2 separate regions of the Zea mays genome follow, and region 2 is linked to region 1. The links are chromatin contacts, called in public Hi-C maps. All regions are on one chromosome and are shown on one strand. Each heading gives the region's core, a stretch centred on a gene start, on an enhancer-like site or on the middle of the called end of the contact. The rest is flanking DNA. Distances are from core to core; before and after follow the strand shown. Region 1 holds the start of LOC103638754 (protein STRUBBELIG-RECEPTOR FAMILY 8). Region 2 holds the start of LOC103640121.

Evidence for each region. A called contact is a pair of places that touch in the nucleus more often than the background predicts.
Region 2: a contact with region 1 is called in a Hi-C map of tassel, with 2.2 times the contacts expected there. The contact joins the promoter of LOC103640121 here to the promoter of LOC103638754 in region 1. A contact is called at or near these places in 5 of 25 Hi-C or Micro-C datasets (ear, endosperm, leaf and 1 more).

The regions. Positions count from the first base shown.
Region 1 is chr9:102,554,172-102,561,464 of Zm-B73-REFERENCE-NAM-5.0, forward strand. LOC103638754 (protein STRUBBELIG-RECEPTOR FAMILY 8) reads left to right here and starts at 4,644. Exons shown (of 15, transcript XM_008661579.4): 1 at 4,644-5,196; 2 at 5,291-5,423; 3 at 6,225-6,296; 4 at 6,386-6,451; 5 at 6,527-6,598; 6 at 6,690-6,761. The coding sequence starts at 5,106. LOC103638755 (a long non-coding RNA gene) reads right to left here and starts at 5,778. Exons shown (of 2, transcript XR_559010.4): 1 at 5,270-5,778; 2 at 4,444-4,926. It overlaps LOC100272579, which reads left to right. Exons shown (of 4, transcript NM_001328195.1): 3 at 452-547; 4 at 620-1,231. The coding sequence ends at 991.
Region 2 is chr9:102,711,822-102,719,114 of Zm-B73-REFERENCE-NAM-5.0, forward strand. LOC103640121 reads right to left here and starts at 3,385. Exons shown (of 7, transcript XM_020544666.2): 1 at 3,370-3,385; 2 at 1,298-1,411; 3 at 1,113-1,201; 4 at 718-1,020; 5 at 582-609; 6 at 295-344. The coding sequence starts at 3,385.

The sequences.
Region 1 (7,293 bases), core at 3,394-5,893:
ATAACACTTTGGCCTAAATTAATCAAGTTTTGTGAATCAACCAATTCGAGCATAGGTCAAGGGATCAAGATTTAAGCAAATGTTTAATCGTATCGAGTTCTATATACTTATTAAGCACTTACCTCATATATGAAGGTTCCACCAGGTACTCAAAGTGGAGTGGAAGGAGGGCCATGGTATTTTTTTTCCTTAAAACTTCTTAAGTAGTGTTGCAAACTCAGGGCCTCTTGGCTCTGGACTAGGCACAAAAGCCTTAAATTGTAGACAGAAGGTAAACTGTAGATGGAAGGCGGATAGTGTATGTTTCAACATTAATAAGATATTTTTTGGTACATTGTCGTTTACTGTCTTTTATTATCCCATTCAGTCTGTTGTTATTCTTAGCTTTTTCTTGTTTAGTTTGTGGCACTGCATGTTAGTTTCTTTTCCCCTTCATATTTCTTTTTACTAGAGCATCAAGGATTCTGACTGCCCAACTGAGCTTGTGCCGGCTGATGAGAAATCTATAGTGAATGTGAATCTTGTCCGGACGGAAGAAGAATTTACTGTAAGTATCATAAGCCTGAAATGTTTGATTGCTTCAATTGTTCAAGTATCTGACCTTAGTTAACGATAACAGGAGCCAGTCAAGCGTGCTGCTCCTTTTGAAGGGGAACGAAGAAACCTCATGGAACCTTCTGATAATAATACTTCCAATGCTGCTGCTGCTGCTGCTGCTTCCAGTAGTGCAACTGCTTCTCGGACAATCACAGTGGACGATTCTTTGCCATCAACCTCCCTCCAAATCAGGTTCGCAGACGGCAGTCGCTTGGTTGCCCGTTTCAACACAAGCCACAGGATTAGTGACGTGCGGGCATTTATCGACGCGACAAGGCCAGGAGCCAGTGATTACACGCTGCAGGCCGGGTTCCCCCCAAAGCCGCTTGAAGACACGGCCAAGACCATCGAGGAAGCCGGCGTGGCCAACTCGGTAATCATTCAGTCAGTCTAGCTTGGCAGAACAGGTGCCGCAACCCTATTCCATCGAACACGCTAGGCATCTGAAGCTACCACCTTCCTTGATCTTCCTTCATTTTGTTTCTCAAACCTGGCTTTTAACCTTTTATCTTCATCCAGTAGCTACTTCTGGTATTGCGAGTGTAAAACAGTGAGGTCTGGGTGTCCTACATCTTATTCATCTATAGCATATATAGTACTACTTGTTGCATACAGTACTACTTTTGCTTGTCTCCTTCAGCGTTTGGTCGGTTAAAGTGCCCTCTTGTTCTTGTCTCATTCCCTGGTTGGTAGAATGTCGGCACCTGTGGACAAAGTTAGTTGCACCAGATGGTCCTTATTGCGGTTTAGCGATGTCCGGACGATTGCAATCTGTAAGGCGAGTCCTTGTCCAGGTTACGCATGTTCACAAGTTACGTTGGCGTTCTTTCTTGGTGCTGCATAATGAACGGGTCTCGTCGATCGCTAGTCTTTTTTCAATGCTAAAGATACCATTCATGTTCTACTTTTGTTTGACCATTACTTGCGCTCCCATTCCAGTTGTGCGTTGCTATCTGGTGACCGCCCATTCCGTTAAAGTGTGGAATGTAGATGGAATAATAAAAAGTTGAATGAACAAGTTTTTTTTGCTTTGTTTTAATCATGAAAACATATATACGGTGAAGTGGTACGGTGGAAGTATTCTCTTTTCAAATGACATTTATCATCTAGTTAAATATAGACACAAAAACTAAGAGCTAAAACGAATAATATTTTAGGACGGAGGCAGTATAATTACTAACATCTGCTCTAACTGTGACGACGGGTTATCTATAAAAAATAATCTATTTCTAGAGTTCGCAACACATCCTCTATTTCTAGATTCTGTGGTGTCTAGGATCGATCCATAAGCCCCTATAATACCAAAATCCGTAACCGAAAAATCCTCAGTTATGAGTAGATCTGAGAGGAATAAGATAACATACAACATACATTTGTTGTTGTGCTGGCGAGGTGGTGGTGGAGCGTGGACGTAGCCGTTGGCATCACCTCCATTGCTCCTGCAGATGAACAGCAGGTCCAAGCCACCGTTGTTGGGTGTCGCTCTTCTGGACACTCTGACGCCTAGATGACGGGTCATGTCTGTGGATTAGGGTCTAGGACGAGGTAATTATATTGGTTTTTCTTGTGACCACTTAATCTTTTATATAGCGTCGTGTGACGGGGCTCCAACCGAGGTTAGCGTGGATCCGGATCCGATTAAGGATATGGTTAGTTTGGTTAAGCCTAATCCGGCTTATGATGACCAACTGTCCTCCGTGGTAGTTGAGACGTGGCTTTTCAAGCATCAACAACGATAGTGCGCTTCGTCTAGGGGTGGTGTGATCACGGCGATTAGTGCCTCCGATCATCGCCCATCAAGTAGGTGAGCCCCGTCGGCTCCGCTGCAGAGGACCCAATGATTCGTGCAGCGGAGTGTGAACTATGTGGTCACTGGTCGGGCAGGCCACAGCCATCATGGCGTCTCATCCCGTCCGGAATCCTGGATCGCGGCTAGCAAGAGCCTTGATGATGCGTTGGCCGCCGAGCACCCTTTCCGTACGTGCTAAATGCCACGAGACTAGAGATGGCAATGGATAAAAACCCGCTGGGTATTACTTACTCAAACTCATACCCGCGAAGAAAAAATACACCCGCTAAAAAACTCATACCCATGACGAGTATAAAATTTTGCTCAAACTCATACCCATACAGGTTTCGGGTACCCAACGGGTTTCTTATACCCACTAACATCAACATAAAAAATAACTCACAATCAATACATTAATAAACTAGTATAAAAGGAATACGTGATAACTAATTTTAGCTTAAAATTTGTTACATGAAGTTTATTTCAATTAGAACATATTTAATTAATAATATTATGAGACATATTTATAAGGAATGTTGATTTTAAGGCGAGTTTTAAAAACCCACGGGTTTGTGGGCATGTGTAGTGGAAGAACAGACACATGTCCACGTACCCGTTGGGTTTACATTTGAACCCATTAACAAACCTATGAGTAAAGAAATTGATCCAAATCTATACCCTAAGGGCTAGTTTGGGAATCCTAATTTCTCAAGGGATTTCTATTTTCCTAAGGGAAATTAGTTCATTTTCCCATGGAAAAATTGAAATCTCTTAGGAAATTGAGGTTGTCAAACTAGCCCTAATAGAACAAAAACCCACCAGGTTTCGGGCCATCTCTGCACGAGACGAGAGCTGGGAGACCGCCGAGCGGAGCCGAGCGCCGACAAAACGAATTCAGCTGTAAAGACTGGCTGCTAGCGCACCCCAATCCGGAGCGCCAGGAAGCGGCACATGCCGTGGCCGGGCGGCCGCGCGCGCGCCCGTCTGGATCTGCGTGGTTCATTACACGCGCACACACACTGTGCGCGCGGGACTCGCCTTTGCTTGGCGCGGCATCCTTTCCTTTCTCGAGTGAGTGTCTTTGGCAGCCTGCTTGTCGTTGGAAAGCTCGTCACTGGCCATTAGTAGGCCCTACCTGTCACGGGCGGGCAGGACACCGCAAGTCACGGGCGATCCATTACCCTCCTCATTATTATTATTATAAGAGGTAATTAGTTTCTAAGAACTAATTTTTAATCCCTCCATTTTACTTCATTTTAGTTAGAATTTTAGGTTTAGTAATTTAGAGATTAAAATAGAATAAATTAGACTATAAAATAGTCTCTATAAACCAAACATCTTTCTAACGGTTTGAAATGGATTAGAGGAAATATACAAATTTGTATATAAAAGAATTTAATCACCTCTAATCTACCTCTAACCGAACAAGACCTAAGTGGTGAAGTGATTAGGGAGCGCTATTGTCAGATTTGGTGCGTCGGCGCATGCACATGCCATGTCTAGCATGACAGAGGGCGAGAACTGACAATAGGAAGAAATAGCCAAGTACAGTATCAAGATGTTCCAGAATCCAGAGAGGTGTGGGGTGAAATGCAGAAGTTAAACTCAGCTTCATCTCATACACAGTACTGTGTTCGTTTTGCAATACTGCTTGGCCAAACATTAACTGTGTTGGTTCGCTCGTTCGTTTCAGCTAACCGCTGTCGGTTTGGCTTTTGCACCCCCCCCCCCCCCCCCCCCCCCCCCCCCACACACACACACACACACACACACAACAATGAAACAACCTTTTTGAGGGCCGAGGGGATGATGGAGCATAGTGCGGACCTAGCATGCTTGACTAATGGTTTTTTTTCTGATGCTGCACCCAACGAATAATCATTCAATCAATCCGGCAGGCAACCGTCATTCCGAGCGTCCGCTTTTTTTTTTGAGTTGTTTAGAGCTCGCAATCGTCGTCCTCTTATACAATTGTACATGTCCCAAATGGAACGGACGGTTCGGCTCTCATCTGATCCTAGCACGATTTAACACGGCATAATAGAGGGCACTATTAATCTGATAAAAGGATCGCGCCACTATATGAGTAGAGAGAATCCAACGATAGAAAAAAAGTATCGAACCGCATTTATGAATCCAGTTCTAGGTGGTGTCACTCATACCCATGCTGACAGTGTACACCGAATATATGGCCTAGACACAAACACGGTATGGAACATGCCAGACCAGACCAGACCCGTGCCGGTCCAGCATCGGTGGTGTTCGAGTGCGATGCGAGACCCCTGCCGCACTCCAAATTTGGTCACGCCGACCGTCGTCCTCTCCGCTCTACCTGTTCATTCTCTCTTCTGTTCCCTCCTCCCTCCCAGTCCCAGCTGGCAGCAGCACAGCAGACAGAGAGAGTGAGCTTTGCCGACACCACACTGCATCCCATTCCCTCGGCTGTCGCTGATGGATGATAGATAGAGCTGCGGAGGAGCAGGGTGAGGGGGAGGTGCTGCCGCCCACGGTGATCATCTCTATGGCCGTGTAGAGGAGCACTGCAGCCGGAAGAGATTATTCAGACACACTCACACACACACACACACACACACACACACACACAGAGAGAGAGAGAGAGAGAGAGAGAGAGAGAGAGAGAGAGAGAGAGAGAGAGAGAGAGAGAGAGAGAGAGAGAGAGAGAGAGAGAGAGAGAGAGAGAGAGAGAGAGAAGGGAAGCATGAAGCCAAGAACCGCGACACTGGCCGCCGGCCTCCTCCAGCTCGTCGCGCTTGCGGCGGTGGCGGAAGCCGACACCGACGCCGGCGACGGTAAATGCAGTTTCAGCGGACCGCGCCCGCCCGCCTTCCCCAAATGTATTCTTGCAGCTAAGGTATGACTGACCGGGTGCTCTGGTTCTCGCAGTTGCCGCCCTGGGGAACCTCTACAGCTCCTGGAACAGCCCGGCGCGCCTCGCCGGCTGGTCCGCCAGCGGCGGCGACCCCTGCGGCGCCGCGTGGACGGGCGTCTCCTGCTCGGGCTCCGCCGTCACCTCAATGTATAGTCAAGTGACGAGACTCTCTTTCTCTCTCACACACACACACACCAAATCTACTAGACTTTCTACGTACGTAGCCATGAAAACGACAGGATATTCCACCACATGATCCAGCTGTGATTCTACCATTCTATTCTAGTATGACTATAAGGACGTCGGTGCCGGTGCTTGCTCTCTATCTTTTTCGCCCACCCACTTCGGTCACTTTGGATTTATCTGAACCTTTTTCTCGTGCTGCTTGCTTGCTTGCTTGCTGAAAAGTTTGTTAGTGGTGCCTAGCATTTACAAGTACTCAAACTCAAGTACATCCATCCACTGCTGCTGCCGCCACGCTTTTCCACCAAAAAAAATTGGGCCGCCAATGCTGTTATGGGCCAAACGGCTATTTATAATAACGATCACAACACTGTACAGCTGGTCCTGGAGATAATATATGATACTCACAACGCACTGCTTTTTCATGCGTGCTATGATGAGAGCGATGGCCACGCATTGTGTTCTTCAGCTCCGGTAGGTACTAAATGCAGCTCAGCGTAATTTTGTAGCTGAAATTCGTAGCGTTATTTTTTTCAACCAAAGTTCCCCTTGACAGTATCTGGACTGGAGATATGTGCTGCAAATAAAGCTATTCAAATCTTCTTTAGTATGCAAATAAAGTTTTGCAGAGTAGAAATGTTTCCTTCAAAACGCGTGTGGACCTTGTCATATTCATTTTGTTTTTTTTTTCTGTTTACAGTCACGGCTATTTGAATTCACCTGTTAACTGGAGTATTCTGTTCTGTCTCTCTCCACGCCTTGCAGCAAGCTTTCTGGTATGGAGCTGAACGGCACTCTTGGCTATCAGTTGTCAAGCCTGCAGGCTCTGAAAACGATGTATGAGCTAACGCTTGAGACTATTATATAGCTCTTCAGTTATGGGTGTCCTTTTCATCATTCATATCCTCGCGGCTCTAAACTTGCAGGGACTTGAGCAACAACTACTTGCACGATTCAATTCCTTACCAGCTGCCATCAAACCTTACCTATCTGTAATGCGCCCCCAAACCTGTACATGTTTTGTTCATGCTATTTGATTCTTGAGATTTGAATCAAAGCGAACGCAGGAACCTGGCGAAAAACAACTTCTCTGGTAATCTTCCGTACTCTATATCCAACCTGGTCTCGCTTGAGTACCTGTAAGTTACTATCCATTGCAGAAGATGAGATTTGCTTTGTGATGGTCTCTTTGGTTAGCACAATCTAACTCCAATGAACCACTGCCTGCAGCAACCTCAGCCACAACTCGTTGTTTCAGGAAATCGGAGAACTGTTTGGAAGCCTCAGTTCACTCTCAGAACTGTAAGGCCTACTGAACCGCTGTTTTCGTACGCAAGCTCGACTTGAGTATTGTGTGGTTGAAATTTTTGATCCTGCACAAACTATTTCAGTATTGAATGTTTTATGCATTAGAAAATAAGTGTAAGTACCGATGCAATATTCAAAATATAACATTGCCATCAAATAAAAATTTAACATGCTTCTTTTGGTCACAAATGTTACCCCTCTACGTCTGTCCTAAGTCAAAAAAAAGTTAACTCTCTGACTACCAATATCTTATCTGAGATTAAAATTTGTTTTACTATAAAATTAGTTTTCTCTGCAGATACACCTTTTTTTAGAAAAAAATGAATTTTTATTCCAGCCTCTGCAAGTGGTTTGCACACAACCAAATCTAGTAATGAAAATCTTGTGTTTTAACTAATTAATGGTCAAAGTTAAACTAATTTGACTTAGTACAAAGCTAGATGGACTTCATTTCCAATCATAGGAGGTATCTGTAGAATCTAATAAAAAGAGTTTTTTTTTTTCAAGAAAATCTCTACTGATACCG
Region 2 (7,293 bases), core at 2,135-4,634, 160 kb after region 1:
ACATGTTTTCTATACTCAAAAGGGATCTTCGTGTTCCTGGAAACTATTAGTCCGGTATAGAGTAGTGTGCACATGTATGTGGCCATGTGGTACCTTAAACTTACTGTCCCATTTTACTATTTGACAGTATTGTGTAGAGCTTTGACATAAATGAAATGTACAAATGTACACATGTCAGCATTGAAAGTATGAAGTTGCAGTTTTAAATTTCACGTGACTAGATAAAAATTTAACTGATGCCATCTTTTTGACCCAAAAAACATGATGTAGTGTTGGGAAGAAGGAAGAGATCACCTTTAGGTTTGACGGCACACGTGAATTAGTTGAGTATTTCTTATATTCTCCTGCATTAAGAATATAAAAATTATTCAATCTGAAAAGAAAATGGGAATGTAGCAGTTGATTGTTATTTTTCTTGGGATTTTCTTCCATTGTTTGTTTAGATTTTTTTGGTCAAACTTTTAACATCTAGAAAATTAAAAGTTACAAGTCTACCTTGAGTAAAATGGTGCATAAATGTTGATTTTTTCCCCAAAAGAAGTGTAACGTAAGTACCATGATTCATGACATAGGAAAAGGACCAGTTATTCTTTTAGTCGTAACTCGTAACTAAACACATGTATGTAACAAGAAGGAAAAGCCATATTTGCCATATAGGATGGCAAACCAAAGAAGATGCGAAAGCAAAGCAAGCTAGTTATAGTTACTTGGCTATACCCTATCTACTTCTTCTAGTTGTTCTTGGGAGCGTGTTTCCGGCCGGGGTGAAAGGTAATCAGCAGCGAAGGGAATGTGGCCATCAAAGTAAACCTTTGGTAGAGGCTTTCTACTTCTAAAGTTACAGTTCATACTCGAGTCCTTCTCTCCTCCATGCCCGCATTTTCCAACATAATATTTTGCACCTGAGCTCGTCCTGCTTCCAGAATCCTCCACGACTGCATCTCCAAAAGCCAGTCTTGGACCTGTCAATGCGTTGCTTCTGACTTCCTCGTCTGTCCTGGTTTTGCCAACGCTGAGTTCCTGCATTTGACACATCAATCATTAGTTTCTGTAGCCAGAGAGATGAGCCCTGGTTACATAATTTATCACTTGACATTGATTCAGATTCTTACCAGCTTTATTTCTGCTCCCCCTTGCTGCGAGTCACTGGCAGTAATTCTGGAAACAGACACAAGGTGTATCAGTTCATCAAACATGCATGCTTAAAACTGAGAAGGGAATGGCCTGGGAAGTCTTACAGATACTAGAAGAGTAAGGTTAAAAGCAGGCAGAGATGCAAATGCGGATTATGTCTAACCTCTATGTGCAATGGCGACGAAGGGGCCAAGGGTGGCCGTGAGCATGGCCAGCACGAGCAAGAAGCTTATAGTACAGATTAACGGCTGCATAACTCACTGTTTAGCCCTGGTTTCTGCATATATATGAGACCCCTCCTCATCTATCTTCTATTGCCGAGCCAAGAGAAACCGAGAGCCCCGCCACCGTCCCTTGGCCGAGCGAGTATAGAGATATGGTAGAGCCGCCGCGCTTGAATCGAGTGTGCCATCGTCGAGTCGTCGCTGAGAGGTTGAGGTGTTGTGATGAAGCACGAATAACGTACGTGAAGGATTGATTGAGGGCAATAGCAGGGAGAGTGCAGGTAATTCGTCGCCGGGGTACATCACCGTCGCAAGGCCACCATCGTCGTGGGCAGCCATATCTGGTAAGGGCACATCCGTCGAGTTCGCCATTGCCCCCGCATTATGTAGCACCTAATTGATTAGAGGACTTCGCACCGGGGTGTAGGATGTGTATCTCATCGGCGATGGTGCCGCCATGCTCACCATGTGCGCCGCTGGGCTCGATGTAGATGAGAGAGAGAGAGAAGGGGAGGCGCGCATCCGTCGACCCGTGTAGCGGACGATGGAGATTATAAGCGGAGTGTACCGGTTCGTTTATTGCGCAGGAGCCGTAGAAGAGATCAAGCCTTACTAAAATCTAAACCACTGATCCTCGATCCGAGGACAATCGTCACATAGAGTCCGCGATCTAATTAGCGTCGTTGAGATTAATCGGATGGCCTAGGTAGCAGCGTACCCCTTCGGTCGACTCTGTTTTGCAAACGAGTCCTCAGACTTTCTTAAAACAAACCCACCGTCCTTGGTATGTGTAAAGTAGTTACATTAGAGTCCATAGTACTTGCAATATAGCCCCAGAATCTATTTTAAGTGCAAAATAAAAATTAAAATACCCTAAAACTTATTTAACTCATAACTTTTGCATCCTAAATCGGATTTAATCAATTTAAGTTGCGTTATCTTCGTAATAATCTTACCTACACTTTAGTAACCTTATCTTATCATATAACATGTTTTCAAAGATAGATTACTAATTTATTTAGCTTGTGATTTCTAATTAAGTTATAACTTAGATTAAAGCTAAATTAGTTATTTCTTTGGAATATCTTTTTCATATGATTTATTAAAATCAATATAGAACATAGTTTATGTATTAAATCACCTGAATCTTTTGAAAGCTATATCTTTTTAGCTATAACTCCAATTTTAGTGATTCTAGAACCTACGACCTTGTAGCGACGCGTAGAATATTATCACATAGTTTGTTTTCATGTTTTGGTGTAATGTTACTGTATCTATTATTTGCTTATTTTTATGTATTTCTATGAATAGAAAGCGAAGTCACGAGGAGTCTGAAGCCGAACTTTGGAGAGACATCTAAGTAGCAGGTTATCGCAAGTAAAAGTCAAGTTGTGTTTAGGGTTTTGGGTTCTTAATCACATTTTTGACCTAATAAATTTAACTGTCATATTCTCACCATGTTTGCACTGTTAGGTTAAATTGATGGAACCTAATAGGTTACCTAGTCTTGTTTACCCTACACCTTGCATACTAATGAATTATTAGGTAATCTTGCTATTGTTGTACCTGGTTTTGGAATTAATGATATATATGAATTATGATCGTACTTTATTATTATTGTCAATGAATTCTTTGTTGTTCATAATAAGATCATTTATTTTAATTGGAGAACAGTGCTACCATAAGGGTAGAATGAGACGTCCTTGACCAATTAATTAGGAAAGCTAGTAAGAGATTATCTTACCCGAAAGGGGCAAGAGGGGAGTGTGCCACTACATAGTATACAGAGGTTCTCGGGTTGATCATGCCGCGATGACTTTTTGGACGTGGGATTCCTATACTCCCTTCTTCTTGAAACCGTAGTGGATTTCTCAACCTAGTGGAACTTTGTAAAGGCCTTACAAGGGATCCCTAGCCATTTACCTTAGAGTGTCTAAGGGTCTAGCTAACCCAGGCTAAAAGGGAAACACGTCTTGTGGGTAAAGATGTGCAACCTCTGCAGAGTCTAAAATTGGTATATCAGTCATGCTCACGGTCATGAGCGACTTGGACCCTCACATGAGTAATTTATAGAATTAAACTTAACCTGTCATACATTGCATTGTGGGAATTCTTCAATATCGATCAAGTATTTAGTTAGGATGGTATTTACTTATACTTAGTAATTGTTGATAAAATTTTGACCAAAAAAATTAAAAGTTATGCTCGGCCTTCAAGATTTTCCTTGGTAAGCTTTATACTACACTTTTCCCCACACTTGTTGAGCGATGACCGTATGGGAGCTCACCATTGCTATAATCACATCAGGTCAAGAACAGGTATCGCCAGAGGAAGAATGTCAAGAAGATGAGTTCGAAGAGGTTTAGGCGACTACGCCATCGTCTCTTAGCCAACTATGGTTGTGGAGGATCATTGCCGTCATATGGTGCAACTTATTAAGTTATTATGTATAGAAGTTGTATTAAGTAATAAAGATGTGACATTGATTTCAGTACACTGAGTCATCATATGTGTGAGACTTGATCCTGACACACATGTGAGACTGTCACAAACCCAACCTTCGCACTCTAGGATTGTACTAGAGAACATAATCTAGAAGGAAGAGAGAGCACAAATAGAAGGGAGAGCAAGGAACATGACTGAGTCCGTAGGCTTGATTCAAAGAAGATTCATGCAATAGAATTATGTTATTCTTCTTCATGAATACCCCACCACTCACCCCTGAAAGGGAAATAGGGTCAAACCTTTTCCTAAATAATTTTGGTGGTTGAATTGCCGAACACAAATAATTGGACTAACTAGTTTGCTCTAGATTATAAGTTCTACAGGTGCCAAAGGTTCAACACAAACCAATAAAAAGTCCAAGATAGGGTTCAAAAGAAAGAAGCAAAAGAAAACCGAAGGTTGCCCTTGTCTGGCGCACCGAACTGTCCGGTGTTCCACCGGACAGTGTCCGGTGCACCAGGGTGAATCAACTCGAACTCGCCACCTTCGGGTTTCTAGAAAAGCCACTCCGCTATAATTCACCGGACTGTCCGGTGTGCCGAGTGAAGCAACGGTCGCCAGCGTAACGATCGAGTTCAACGGACGGCTGACACAGCTACAGTGCGCGGACAGTGCGCGTAGAGTCAGAGCAAGCGCCAGAAGGCACACCGAACAATGAACAGTGACTGCCCAGTGGCCCCATCTGTCAGAGCTCCAACGGTCGAACCCTAATGGTTGGGTGACGTGGCTGGTGCACCGGACAGTGTCCGGTGTCGCACCGGACTGTCCGATGCGCCCATCGACAGACAGCCTCCCCAACGACCACTTTGGTGGTTGGGGCTATAAATACCCCCAACCACCACACTTCAAGGCATCCAAGTTTTTCAGACTTCACATTTAATACAAGAGCTAGTGCAATCAATACAAGACACAAATCAAATAGAATCAAAGCCTCTCCAAGTCCCATTTCCACTCCAAGCAAATAGTGACTAGAGAGAGAGTTTTTGCTCGTGTTCTTTGAGCTCTTGTTCTTGGATCGCTTTTCTTCTTCCCCATTTCTTGTTCTCAACACCTTTGTAATCAAAGCAAGAGACACCAAGTTGTGGTGGTCCTTGTGTGGTCTAAGTGACCCATTTGATTGAGGAGAAAAGCTCACTCGGTCTAGGTGACCGTTTGAGAGAGGGAAAGGGTTGAAAGAGACCCGGTCTTTGTGACCACCTCAACGGGGAGTAGGTTTGCAAGAACCGAACCTCAGTAAAACAAATCACCGTGTCACACACTTCATTTGCTTGTGATTTGTTTTCGCCCTCTCTTTCGGACTCGACTTTATTTCTAACGCTAACCCCGGCTTGTAGTTGTGCTTAAAGTTTGTAAATTTCAGATTTGCCTATTCACCCCCCTCTAGGCGAGTTTCAATTGGTATCAGAGCCTGGAACTTCATTAGAGTCTAACCACTCGAAGTGATGTCGGGAGCATCCACCAAGAGGGAGATTGGGACCGGCGGTGACAAGCCCGCCACAAGCCACGGGAAGGCTCCTTCGGGAGAGTCCGACAACAAGATGAAGGGATCCCCTTCACACAACAAGTCACATCGGAGCGGCGAGAAGAAAAAGAAAATAAAGAAGGTGGTCTACTACGAGACCGATTCTTCATCACCTTCTACATCCGGCTCCGACACGCCGTCTGTCACTTCTAAGCGTCATGAGCGCAAGAAGTTTATTAAGATTCCCCTATGCTATCCTCGCATTTCTAAATACACTCCTTTACTTTCCATTCCATTAGGCAAACCACCAGTTTTTGATGGTAAAGATTATAGTAGGTGGAGTGATATGATGAGGTATCACCTAACCTCACTCCACACAAGCATATGGGACATTGTTGAATTTAGAGCACAAGTACCATCCGTAGGGGATGAAGATTATGATGCGGATAAAGTCGCCCAAATCCGACACTTCAATTCCCAAGCAACTACTATACTCCTCACCTCTCTAAGTCGAGAGGAGTATAATAAGGTGCAAGGGTTGAATAGTGCCAAAGAGATTTGGGACGTACTAAAGACCGCGCACGAAGGAGACGAGGTGACCAAGATTACCAAGAGGGAAACGATCAAGGGGGAGCTCGGTCGGTTCATGCTCAATCAAGGAGAGGATCCACAAGCTATGTACAACTGGCTCAAGATCTTGGTCAACCAAGTGCGCAACCTCGGGAGCACAAAATGGGATGACCATGAAATGATCAAGGTTATTCTAAGATCACTTGTTTTTCTTAATCCTACACAAGTACAATTAATTCGTGGTGATCCTAGATACAAGCTAATGTCTCTCGAGGAGGTTATATGAAAGTTTGTGAGCTTTGAATTGATGAGCAAAGGCTCCAAACAAATCATCAAGCGAAGCGCCACCTCCACACCCGAGGTGCAACCCGTCGCATTCAAAGCGACGGAAGAGAAGAAAGAAGAGTCTACGTCAAGTAGGCTCCCCATCGACGCCTCCAAGCTCGACAATGAGGAGATGGCGCTCATCATCAAGAGTTTCCGCCAAATCCTCAAGAAAAGGAGGGGGAAGGATTACATGCCCCACTCCAAGAAAGTTTGCTACAAGTGTGGTAAGCCCGGTCATTTTATTGCTAAATGTCCATTATCCAGTGATAGTGACAGGGGCGACGACAAGAAGGGAAAGAGAAGAGAAAAGAAGAGATACTACAAGAAGAAGGGCGGCGATGCCCATGTATGCCGGAAGTGGGACTCCGATGAGAGCTCCACCGACTCCTCCTCCGACAAGGACGCCGCCAACATCGCCGTCAACAAGGGTCTCCTCTTCCCCAACGTCGGCCACAAGTGTCTCATGGTAAAGGACGACAAAAATAAGAAGGTAAAATGTAGAGCTTCCACTAAATATACAACATCTAGTGATGAGGCTAGCTCTAGTGATGATGAGGATGATTTGCTCACACTTTTTGCCAACCTAAACATGCAATAAAAGGAAAAAATGAATGAATTAATTAGTGCTATTTATGAGAAGAATGAACTTTTGGATAGCCAAGAGGACTTCCTAATTAAGGAAAACAAGAAGCATGTTAAGATTAAAAATGTTTATGCTCAGGAAATAGAAAATTGTGATAAATTGACTAGTGAGCTAAGCACTTGCCATGACACTATTTCCAACCTTAGAAATGAGAATGCTAAATTAATTGATAAGGTTGAGAAATTAAATGTGTGTGATGATTCTCTTGTCAAACTTAAAAATGATAATGCTAGTTTGATTGCTAAGATTGACAAGTTGAATGAATCTCTCTCTAGCCTTAAGATTGAGAATGATAAATTAATTTCTAAGGCTAAAGATTTAAATGTTTGCAATATTTCTATTTCCAATCTTAGAAATGAGAATGCCATTTTATATGCTAAGATTGATGAATTGAATGCTTGCAAACCCTCTACATCTAGTGTTGAACA